Linked DNA regions of Mus musculus: regions 1 and 2 are each linked to region 3. A link is a contact called in public Hi-C data. All regions are on one chromosome and are shown on one strand. The core of a region is the stretch at or near the end of the contact, and the rest is flanking DNA. Distances in the headings are between cores, read along the strand shown. Region 1 has its middle 6.4 kb from the start of Gm40584. Region 2 overlaps Gm29890 (a long non-coding RNA gene). Region 3 holds the start of B020018J22Rik (Riken cDNA B020018J22 gene).

The links. Hi-C and Micro-C count contacts between places; a contact is called where the count stands out from the background.
Region 1: a contact with region 3 is called in a Hi-C map of the N1E-115 cell line, with 4 times the contacts expected there. The contact joins the enhancer-like site here to the promoter of B020018J22Rik in region 3. A contact is called at or near these places in 4 of 39 promoter capture datasets (embryonic stem cells, epiblast stem cells, liver and 1 more), 3 of 484 Hi-C or Micro-C datasets (the N1E-115 cell line, embryonic stem cells and nephron progenitors), 1 of 115 datasets of contacts at active chromatin or transcription factors (embryonic stem cells) and 1 of 9 other capture datasets (embryonic stem cells).
Region 2: a Hi-C map of the N1E-115 cell line shows a contact between it and region 3, with 2.8 times the contacts expected there. The contact joins the enhancer-like site here to the promoter of B020018J22Rik in region 3. A contact is called at or near these places in 10 of 39 promoter capture datasets (the 3T3-L1 cell line, cranial neural crest, embryonic stem cells and 6 more), 1 of 484 Hi-C or Micro-C datasets (the N1E-115 cell line) and 5 of 115 datasets of contacts at active chromatin or transcription factors (SST interneurons, cardiomyocytes, differentiating embryonic stem cells and 2 more).

What each region holds. Positions count from the first base shown.
Region 1 is chr12:112,540,381-112,543,804 of GRCm38.p6, forward strand. No RefSeq gene overlaps it. Among named protein-coding and RNA genes, the nearest start is that of Gm40584, 6.4 kb to the left of the region's middle. Within about 2 kb of position 1,746, at least 48 of the 459 cell types and tissues checked have an H3K27ac peak or open chromatin away from gene starts, as enhancers often do. A contact at or near this core is called in the N1E-115 cell line, where this site is marked.
Region 2 is chr12:112,327,825-112,331,017 of GRCm38.p6, forward strand. It overlaps Gm29890 (a long non-coding RNA gene), which reads right to left. Exons shown (of 5, transcript XR_001780725.2): 4 at 2,154-3,193; 5 at 1-1,554. Among named protein-coding and RNA genes, the nearest start is that of Gm29890, 11 kb to the right of the region's middle. Within about 2 kb of position 1,942, at least 73 of the 459 cell types and tissues checked have an H3K27ac peak or open chromatin away from gene starts, as enhancers often do. A contact at or near this core is called in the N1E-115 cell line, SST interneurons and hippocampal neurons, where this site is marked.
Region 3 is chr12:112,433,267-112,436,705 of GRCm38.p6, forward strand. B020018J22Rik (Riken cDNA B020018J22 gene) reads right to left here and starts at 2,072. Exons shown (of 3, transcript NR_045950.1): 1 at 1,079-2,072.

The DNA.
Region 1 (3,424 bases), core at 496-2,995, 110 kb after region 3:
TGCGAGCAGACCCAGCACCTCCAGGGGCCTAAACAGCCAGGGCCTACTGACATGGCACCAAGTGCCATTTGGAGAAAGTGTTTCGCCGGAGTTGTCTATAAGCCTTCTGGAAGATTCCAGTCAGATCAGGAAATTTCAGTGCCTTCAGACTGATGCCAGCAGCTCTGCACGGAGCCTGAGAGACGGGATTCATCTATTTGTGAACGCTGCAATCTGCGTGTTCTCCTGTGGCACTAGGTCTGAGTCTACTGAAAAAGCAAGGGCCCTGGGAGCACCAGTTGGAACCCACTTCCGAGGATCGCGGTTCTGCATGTTCAGACACCGTTGCCCCACTTTAACCTGTTTTTATTTTCCTCTTTATGTATGTGTAGCGTGAGCTATGATAAAAACCTATGATTAAATAAGTCCAAAGCAGTTCTTTGCTGAATATAAAGTGGGGCTTCTGTATGATCAAGAGTCACGTCAGGGTTTTATAGGCGGTGTTTTTTCTTTCTTAGAGGTGCATAAAACAACAGGCCACCTTCCAATCAACAGCATTGAACAAAGTGGCTAAAGAGTAATAGCAATGGGCCCATCAGAGAGGAGTGAGAGATGCCCAGAGCTGGGGGGAGTGGCCACAGAGAGTATCTCAGTGGACACAGTGGACACAGTGGACACAGGAAGGGATCTGTAAACCTCAATGCCTATTCAGAACTTCTCAAACTCCCGGAAGGCTGCTGCAATGAAAGGCTTCTCTTTCCCCTGGTGGGACCCATCTTCCAAACCCTCCGGAAATGTCAGACACGAGAGACCTCCCAGCTCCAATCTCTGCATGACCAGAAGTCACACAAAGGCATCCCTTATCGCCTCACTGCCCGAAAGTCCCGAGCAACACTGCAAGTCACAGAAAAGTAACAAGAGGTTTAAGATCAGGAAAGGAAGAGATAAAGCTGCCAGGACTTGTGGATAACAAGGCACCTGGGTAGGAAATGTAACCGGATCAGCAGACTGCTGGAACGGGCTACAGCTACAAGATAAAGCCACAAAGATCAATAATATTCCTGCACACCGCAGGACCCAGCCAGCAAATAAGGCCTGTTCACGACAACAGCTGAAGCAATTAAGTAGCTGAGAATTAAGCTACCAGAGAATGGCTAGGCCCTGTGAAAGGACTCAGCTGAGCAACTAAAAGGAGAAGGTGCAGTGGTCAGACATGGGGGTGGGGGAGTGGGGGGGGGCTCTGGATAGCACCGCCAACAATTGTCCCCAAATTAGTCTCTCTGTTAATGTCATTCAAATCACAGTTCCTGAAGGCTCTTTTCGGAAACTCGACAACCCTATTCTCAGCCTGCAAGGAAGAATAAAAAGCCCTTGAATGGGGAAGCTGATTGGAAAGAAGGCAGGGGAAGGGCACGCTCTGCCAGGATGGAGACAGGCTGCATAGCCATGGCAACTAAAAATAAAATGACAGAAAGCAGGCAAGGTGCCACCAAGGAGCACACTGACTCTGAACAGGCACATGAGAGCTCATGTAGGTCAGAGGGGACCCTGCACATCAGGGGGGACACAGTCGCCGGGTAAGCAGCTTGTGATGTGGAACAAAATGAAGTTGGATCCCCATGCTATACCATGTTACAAGTTGGCTACGGCTGGATTACAGCTGAGTGAGCTTTAACAAAATGTGAGAGGGCTGGGGTGGGGAACGTGGGGCAGACATGTTCTATTCATGTGATGACAGAGATCGGGGCCTAGCGACCCCCAGTCACCACTCCGCCACAGCAATAGTCAAAGTGAGCAGAACAAAGACACTGCTGGCCCTGGGACTGGGACAGCCAGGAATACAGCCTGAAGATGCTCTGACCCCAGAGACCGGCACCCAGCCTGCTGGAGAACAAGCTGCCAGGAGTCCAGGCATTGGCACCACGTCTGATCCCTTCTCCCAGATTCCCACCATCCCCTGCCAACTAAACCTTGCTACATGTACATGATGGACAGAAGCAGGAGCTAATTGTTAGAAATACTGGTTTTGTAGCCTGAGACGAGGGCCTTCACCAGGAGGTCTTGGCAGGTACCTGAAGGTCAGCTGGAGCCATTAGGGCACTTGGGTGTGGAAAACAGACAGGTTCTGACTAAAGCAGGCGCTGGTTGGGGCCAGAGGCTGCAAAGTCGTGAGAAGGCCAGCAGACTTGTTTTAGCCCAAGCGTTCCCTGGAGACCCCCTCTTCCCCCAAGGCCACCATAACCACCAGCTTCAAACAGGTTCTTTGAGGGGGAGGAGAAGCAATCTCGTTCATATAAATGTTTAACTAGGAATTAATATTTATGAGGCTCTTGAATGACGGGCTGTGGGTTTAATAAATATTAACACAGACTGGGTTTCCCTTCCCTTCCCCCTCACTTAGTGTTGATGCCTCGGTTTGTGTACCATGCATTATTCAGCCGTCCCTGAGATGGGTCCCACTCCTTGCTCCCTGGCTCCTGAGGGGAGGCCTACAGGCTTCGGGGAGAGAAGTCACCAGACTGGGGAAGTCTTCGTGTCGCCCTGTCCCCATTCGGCTCACCCTTGCCCTTTGGCCCTTATTCTAGCATAACACAGCCATTTCCACGACCGGAGGTGTCGCAGGGTCCAGCCAGTCTCAGTCACCCATTCTCCACGCCCTCAGTCCCAGGAAGACTTCCCGGGTCTGCTGGGCCTTCTGGAGCCACAGCCTGGCTTCAGAAACGGAATCCCTGAATCACTGAAAGGGCCGAGCCAGCCATGAGCACTGGTGGAGCTCGAGCGCCCCCTTGTGGCTAGTGTGCTCCCAGGTAGAAAGATGTCGGTTAGGAGACCAGGCCCGGGTTTGCAAATCTCTGCATTAGGTTCACAAATATTCACTACCCTGGCCTGGTTTCCCTCCTGGTCTGGGTTACATGAATTGGTCAGCTGAGTTGGGAACAGAGCCCAACATTCTGCCCTCTGCAGTTCCAGTTATATCTGCCAGTTTAGATGCTGTCACATCAGTGGGGCTGTTCCATTCATGAGATGACATGTGTTGGCCTTGTCTTTCCTGTTCCTTGCGAACCAAAGATGGCCTCAGCCAACCAGATCTGATCTCCCATGAAACCCTTTGAACCACCCTTCAGTAGTGTCATTTCTGAGGTGCCCTCCTCATTCCGGATGACTGTGGTCCACCAGGCCAGGTGGTGCAGCAGGTTCAATGGACTCAGGTTGACCATAGGGACAGGCACCTCCAGCCTTAGTCTCCATGGGCCCCAGGGTCCCTCACCTCATGTAAAGCAACCCACCTCACAGGCTCTTCTGCGTCCCTGTTGGTCTCCAAAAGGGGTCAGGACTAGATCAGCTTCCTACTGAACTAGCTACCACCAGCTAACGTGACCCCTCACCCTACCCCTGTCTGCTTCCAGTGACATTCTTCACAAAAATCCCGCCAGTGGAATTCCAG
Region 2 (3,193 bases), core at 692-3,191, 110 kb before region 3:
GTTTGTTTTGCTGCGTCAATTAAGCCTTCCCGTGGAACCAGCGGCATCAGGCAGTGAAGCCACATCTGAGTCTGACTTGGCCCCTCTCTGGAATGCAGGGATGAGGGGATACCCAGGGGGCATCTCCAACTGCTCAAGGGCAGGAGGGATGGGAAGAGGATGGGCAGGGCTTTTGGGTATCCCCCTCCTCCTGGTCACTGTCTAAGATTCTCAACACAGCCCTTTGGGTACAGGTGTCTTCTGTGTTCTCAAGCAGAGACACTGTTTTTTCAAGGGACTGCTAGATAGATGTCTCTAAGACAAAATCCTCAGACTCCCAAGAGGGTCCCATAAAGGTCAGTATGGAGGTACACTCTACTCTAACCTAAAATCACCCCATCTCAAAAGGCTCCAAGGCAGTGACCCTGACTAGGCCTCAGGTCTTCCCGGTTGGTATTTTCTGCTCCTGGAGGTGCCTACACTCTGGCATCTTCCCCATTTTCAAAGCCAGCACCACAGGTCTGTCCTCTGATAGCTCCTTCCTGTGTCCTCTGGACTCTGACCCTCCTGCCTCTTTCCTGGGACACTATGACCACATCTAGGACTATCCCTATTTCAGGGTCCTTGTCCTGTCACACCTTTCTGTTGCCGCCTCAGGCTCCAGACCCACGGACTGATTGGGGACAGTGACTCAGATCCTCCTACCTGATATGCAAAGGCTGGTAGAGAAGAAATTGCTTTCCTGAGTATGCAATAGAGCCAGGGTGTCTGCCTTGGAGAGGACTCAGTGGGAGAGAGGGGATGTGGCTTTGGCTTAGACTGGCCAGGAGGGTTTGCTGGTTACAGACCTGTGTGGCCAATGTCCCCTAGGGGTGTCTAGAAGCGGAGGCATGAGGCAGCCAAGGCTAGACAGCAATGATCCTATCCATCCAGTAGACGGGGACACAGAAGCCAGAGGAGCCCTGTAGGGCTGGAAAATACAGGACCTGGGACTGAAGCTGTGCCAGCTAAGAGGGTGCAGTGTGGGGCAATGCAGAGCTGAGCATCCTTTGTGCCAGAGCCTGGGCAAAGCCATAAATGGTGGCTATGCTTGAAGGTGACAAGCAATGTCAAGATGGTGACCACAGGGACATGGTGGGATCCTGGCTTCTAAGGAGATGGAGGGGCTTGTGAGATACCAGGTATCTACAGCAGAGAGGCTCCTGCTCTGTTCTGATAAATGTGTGCCGTTGTGAGACCGTTGCACAGGACACATGAATCTCTTAGAGCTAGGCACCTAGTCAGTACCCCAGCACTTGTGATGGTGTGTGGGACTCCAGAGCTGAGGCCCTAGGGCTGCTGTCTGATGTCATAGGTTCTGGGAACCTCCAGGCTGTGGCTGAGAGGCAGTGAGCCCCTCTGTCTCTGAGGCACTGCAAAGGAGGGTCCAGGGGATATGGTTCACTTTAGCAACAACTTGACTGCACTTGGGATTACCTAGAGGCACGTGTGTGCTCTGTGAGGGCATTTCCCGAGGGACTTAGCTGAGGAGGGAGGAGCCACTCTGAAGGGAAGCAGCACCATCCGGCTGGGATCCTGTGGGTACAAAGGAAGACGTCATCTCTCTCTGCTTCCCTCAGACCTTTGTGCTCAACTCTCTCACGCTGTGCCTGCCACGCCTTCTCCACAATAATGGACTACTCCCTCCAAATACAAGAAAAAAGAAACACTTCCTGATGTAAGTTGTGTTTGTCATGTATTTTATCACAGGAACCAGAAAAGCCACCAATACTTCAGGTCTCATCCCAAGTCCCAAACACCATCTGCATGGACACTAATAGTATCACCTCCTCCAGGAAGCCTCCCAGGTCTTCCCAGGCCAGTCCTTAGTGGCCCTCCTGCCATCTCTACTTGTGTGGCCTCCCCTCTCCCTCAGGTACTCATATTTCTGGGGGCCGGAGTCCTCAGAATCTGTCTAGCAATGACGTAATGAGAGTTGGTTGCTAGGCAACCTGCCTCAGCTCAGTCAGAGAACCCTGCTCTGGTTTGAAGGGCCCCTGCCGATTTCTTAAAATATCAGCTTTTAGCACACATCTCATCCTAGAGCAGAGAGAATACAGTGCTGGCAAGCCCCGCAGGCCTCCCTTCCCCGACGATGGATGCTGGCTTCTGAGAGCTGATCGTGCGAGACTAACCTCCTTGTCTCTCCTTGTCACGGTCCTTAGCCTGTAGAAGAGGGACCGGTGATTGCGGTGACTTCAGCAGGCATTGGCAGAGTCTGCCGTGTGGTTCTTGAGGATGAAATGGGAAACGCATCCCAGATGATCTGCTAAGTGAATGTTGCCTGTTGTATATAATTATAGACAAAGGCGTCAGCTAATGGCCCCGTGTAACCCTGCGGGGAGGTCTGCAGCGCCACGGGGGACTGACATCAGTCCTGCATTGTCTGATACTCTTATCAATGATGTAGACAGGGGAGGAAAGGCCTGCCTGTCAAGATGGGGCTGAAACAAAGGGTAGGAAGAGCTCGTGGTGCAGGGCCGTAGCTCAGGATCATCCTGATGCGGAGATGGCTCAAAATGGAGCGGGCTGGGGGAAACTGAACTGAAACTGATTCGGTGGTGCTGTCCAAATGGGAGTGCTGATCAAAGGGATGCTAGCCCAGAGGCACAGTGAGGCCAAAAAAAACAAAAACAAAAAAACAAACCAAACCAAACCAAACCAAAACAGAAGGACCGGGCTCACAACACTCCTGCCTGACAAAAGACACATGCTCAGAATGAGAAACCCCAAACGCAGCCTTTTCTTAAAAAACAGAGGTGATGCAAATCAATCCAAAACAGGCAAAAATATGGAAGCTGTAACTTCAGCAAATTAGGCACCCCAGCACCCCACGGGTGGAGAAAGGGTTAACGTTGTTGGTTGTCAGGAGGACTCCAGTTGTGATCACCTTGTGACCTGACCTCTGCAGGGAGTGGCCAGAGAAAAAGGAGAGAAAATGTGACCTGGCAGCAGAGACATGTGTGTCCCATGCCACATCCTTTGTGAGGTGGTACCTTGTTTGCTCAAGCTGAGCAGAGACTGCTCTGTGCTCCCACCGCTGGGTCTCCTCCTCACAAAACACCACACATCAGGTTCATAGATGTTAGAGCGGCCTTCAGTAGCTGCAAGCCAGAGGTACTCAGTGTGGACATTGGCTCTCCTCGAGTAAGACGGCCGCTGCTGTATGTAGCAT
Region 3 (3,439 bases), core at 822-3,321:
GGTGACTGGACTACTCCCAGCCATGGTGGCTGCCTACCACCTGCTCTGAATGCACCCAGGTTCCTCCACGGTTTGTGATGTCTGTGATCTGGCATTTGGAGAGAATAAGGCAAAGGCAATTTTACCAGTGCAATAAAACCAGCCACGTGCTTCTCTGATGGTTTTAATGAGATTCCGTCTATCTCCCCTGACTGAGCTGGCAGACGGTAACCCCATGTATGAGGTCAAAATGAATGTCGTTTGGTCTCCGGCAGAGCCGAGAGCCGTCGCCACGGAGCTTGGCTAATCTGCCCCAGCATCCGACAGGAGTGATCAGGAGATACCTCACAGGAAATTGTTTTCCCTCCTGTAACCATAACAACAGATGAGAACGGCCCTGCTCAACTTTCCAGGCCAGTCTTTGTCAACCTGTAACCAAACCTGGAGAGCAAAAAACAGGGGCCAGGGTTGGCCCAAGTGCATCATCAGTATTTGAGGATCGTCCCCTCTCCTAGCCCACTGAACAAGGACAGTTGGCATGCTCCAGAGAGTGGACTAGGGTTTTCAGGGGAGAAATGTGGGCCTTGTGGCACACTGCTGTGGGCTGTAGCGTCTGCCCGCGACTCTGATAGCACCCAGAATCTTCACAGACCTCAGGGTCAGGGACACATAGCTACCTTGACCCAGATTGCAGCTCAGTGTTCTACCTACATCGCTCCATGAGTGTACACATGAATGGCAGAAATACCGCTGAGAAAAATTAAGGGGCTCACTTGACAGAGCGCTACCACATGCGTCATGAGGGGAGGACTTGCTGTGACTGGGTAGAGTCAAGGTACTTCCCTCAAAACCCCACATTCACTGGCTGACCCGTCTCACCCGCCTTGATGAGTTTCAGGTTAGTGAGGAAACGAGTCTCCCACACAAACACAATAGCGGAAGGCACCCGATGAGAGTGCTTGGGGTTGTCCTCCGACCTCCATGCCTGACCACTGTGGACAGACAGACACATGTACACACACATACACAGAAGACACAGTCCCTAGTGACACAATTCTTCTAACATCCTTCAATTGGGTCACTTTGTACATTTTCTTACCTTGCCATAATATGTCACTCTCAAGAAATGGTCCACGGGCTGGGCATGGTGGTGCACTCGGGAGGCAGAGGCAGGTAGATCTCTGTGAGTTTGAGGCCAGCCTGCTCTACATATGTAGCAAGTTCCAGACCAATGAAGCTACAGTAATGAAACCCTGTATCAATCAATCAATCAATCAATCAATCAATCAATAATCGATCCCTGTATCTAGTCCACTGCTCTCTAGAAACGTCCTCACAGACGAACCCAGAGGTATACTTTACTAATTCCATAGGAATTTCCCATAATCGACTGGGCAATGAAGATCCCACCACCCAAGCAGTCTGCCCTTGGATCTCTGCCCCAGCACCCCAGGGTCAGACCTCAACCATCTGTACCTTGCTTGGCTTTGTTCAGGGCTCTTGGGTATAGACTGGAGTCAGAGGGTTGAAGTAGGCTAATCTGGGGAGATGCAGTTTCCTGATGAGCCTAGGCTTCCACCCATAGTCAGGAACCACAGCACAGGTCATAGCACAGTGTGGAGGCAGAGGGTCTGTGTGGTACCTTAGCAGCTTTGAGCCATAGGGGACTCAGTGAAGGGGAGGGGCCTGCATTAAGCCCCACCCACCAGGCTTTCCCAGACAGCGTTGCCCCATAAAACAGAGCTAGCCTGCAAGCCCTGGAGTCTATTATCAGAGCTCCATCTTCTGACATTTGACAGAGGCAGTACCTCCTGCTGCCAAGTCCCCTCCAGCAGAGCTGTCCTTCCTAGGTCAATTCACCTATAACTTCCCACGCCAGCCTGATGCCTTTCATCATACACTCTGTCCTACTGTGGCTGGGCCCTTCTCGCAGGGAGCCAACTGCATGTAAGAAATCCAAAGGCATGTAAGAAATGTCTCAGTGGCAGACAAGGAGCAGAGAGAGGGCTTGACACATGCCCCTTCCCCTCATGCCCAAGCATACCAGGGGAAACTTCCCACCCTTGTTCTGGAGCGGCTAAGAGAGCCGCCCACCCACAGGCTGGTACCCTGCAGCCCTGCCTCACTGCACCTCCAGCCTGGGGACCGTCAGCCAGAAGCAGAGGAGGACTGGCGCATAGGCAATTTTCCCCAGAAACAAATGGAGAGAAATTGCTCTAACAGGCGAACAGCCTCTGTTTCAGGCTAATTTCCACATAATAGAATCAAACTGCTTCCCTTTCTCTTCGCTGTCTCCTCTGCATAATTTGACAAATTGCAGACGCGATTTGATTCCGGGCTTGAACACAGACTCAGATTCTTCTCAATAGTCATAGACAAAAGAGGGAGGGGTAGCGAGACGGCAGAGGGTCCCCTCAAAGTGCTGGCTTCTGCACCCCTTCGGAGGGAACAGTGCAGGTACTATCAGGGTCTCAGGTCCCAGAAGCTGCTCCACAACCCACTCAGGAAAGGGGAGGTGTGGGGCCAGAAGCCAGAAAGGGACTGGCCAAGCTCAGCATTCCTCCACCGCTCCCCACAGGCAAGCCACGCCATCTGGGAAGGGCCTCGGTCCAGGGATTTGATGTGCAATATGTCCTGGGGGCCTCGTGTGGGGAGGGCTCAAGTGTGCCTGGCACACCCAGCCTCACACCCAGCCAAAATCAAGGCTTGTGCTTGCCTTGCGACTCAGCGACATGGTGAGAAGTGGCCCAGCCAGGAGAGCAGCTGCACTCCGCCCTGCCCACAAAGCTGCTAGACCCTCGCCTGTCTCCCAGCTCACATCCACCCTCATCCTTGCACGCCTCACTCTAGTGGGCTCCCAGAGCTACTTCATACCCGCCCCTGGCACCATCTACATATACACAGAGAAGCAGACTAGAATATCCCACAGGAGTGTCTCCCCATCCAGCACACAGTAGGTGCACATGTTAACACCTGCCTGAAAGTACTGAGATCCCTGCAGACCTCCCTAGCCTCATGCTGGAATGCAGACACAGAGGCAAGTGGGAAACAAGGACAAGACAAAAGAACATTGACATTTCTACACACCACACACACACACACACACACACACATACCATGTACACTCACACATACTCATACACACTTAGCCACACTCACACACACACACACACACACACCACGTACACTCACACATACTCATACACACTTAGCCACACTCTCACACACACACACATACCACGTACACTCACACATACTCATACACACTTAGCCACACTCACACACACACACACACACACACACACACACATACCACGTACACTCACACATACTCATACACACTTAGTCACACTCTCACACACACACACACAAACACACATACACACACACACATACACACACATGCACACACGTACAATATGCTATTTTAAAGGAGAAACTGTTATTTCTAGAGGTACTT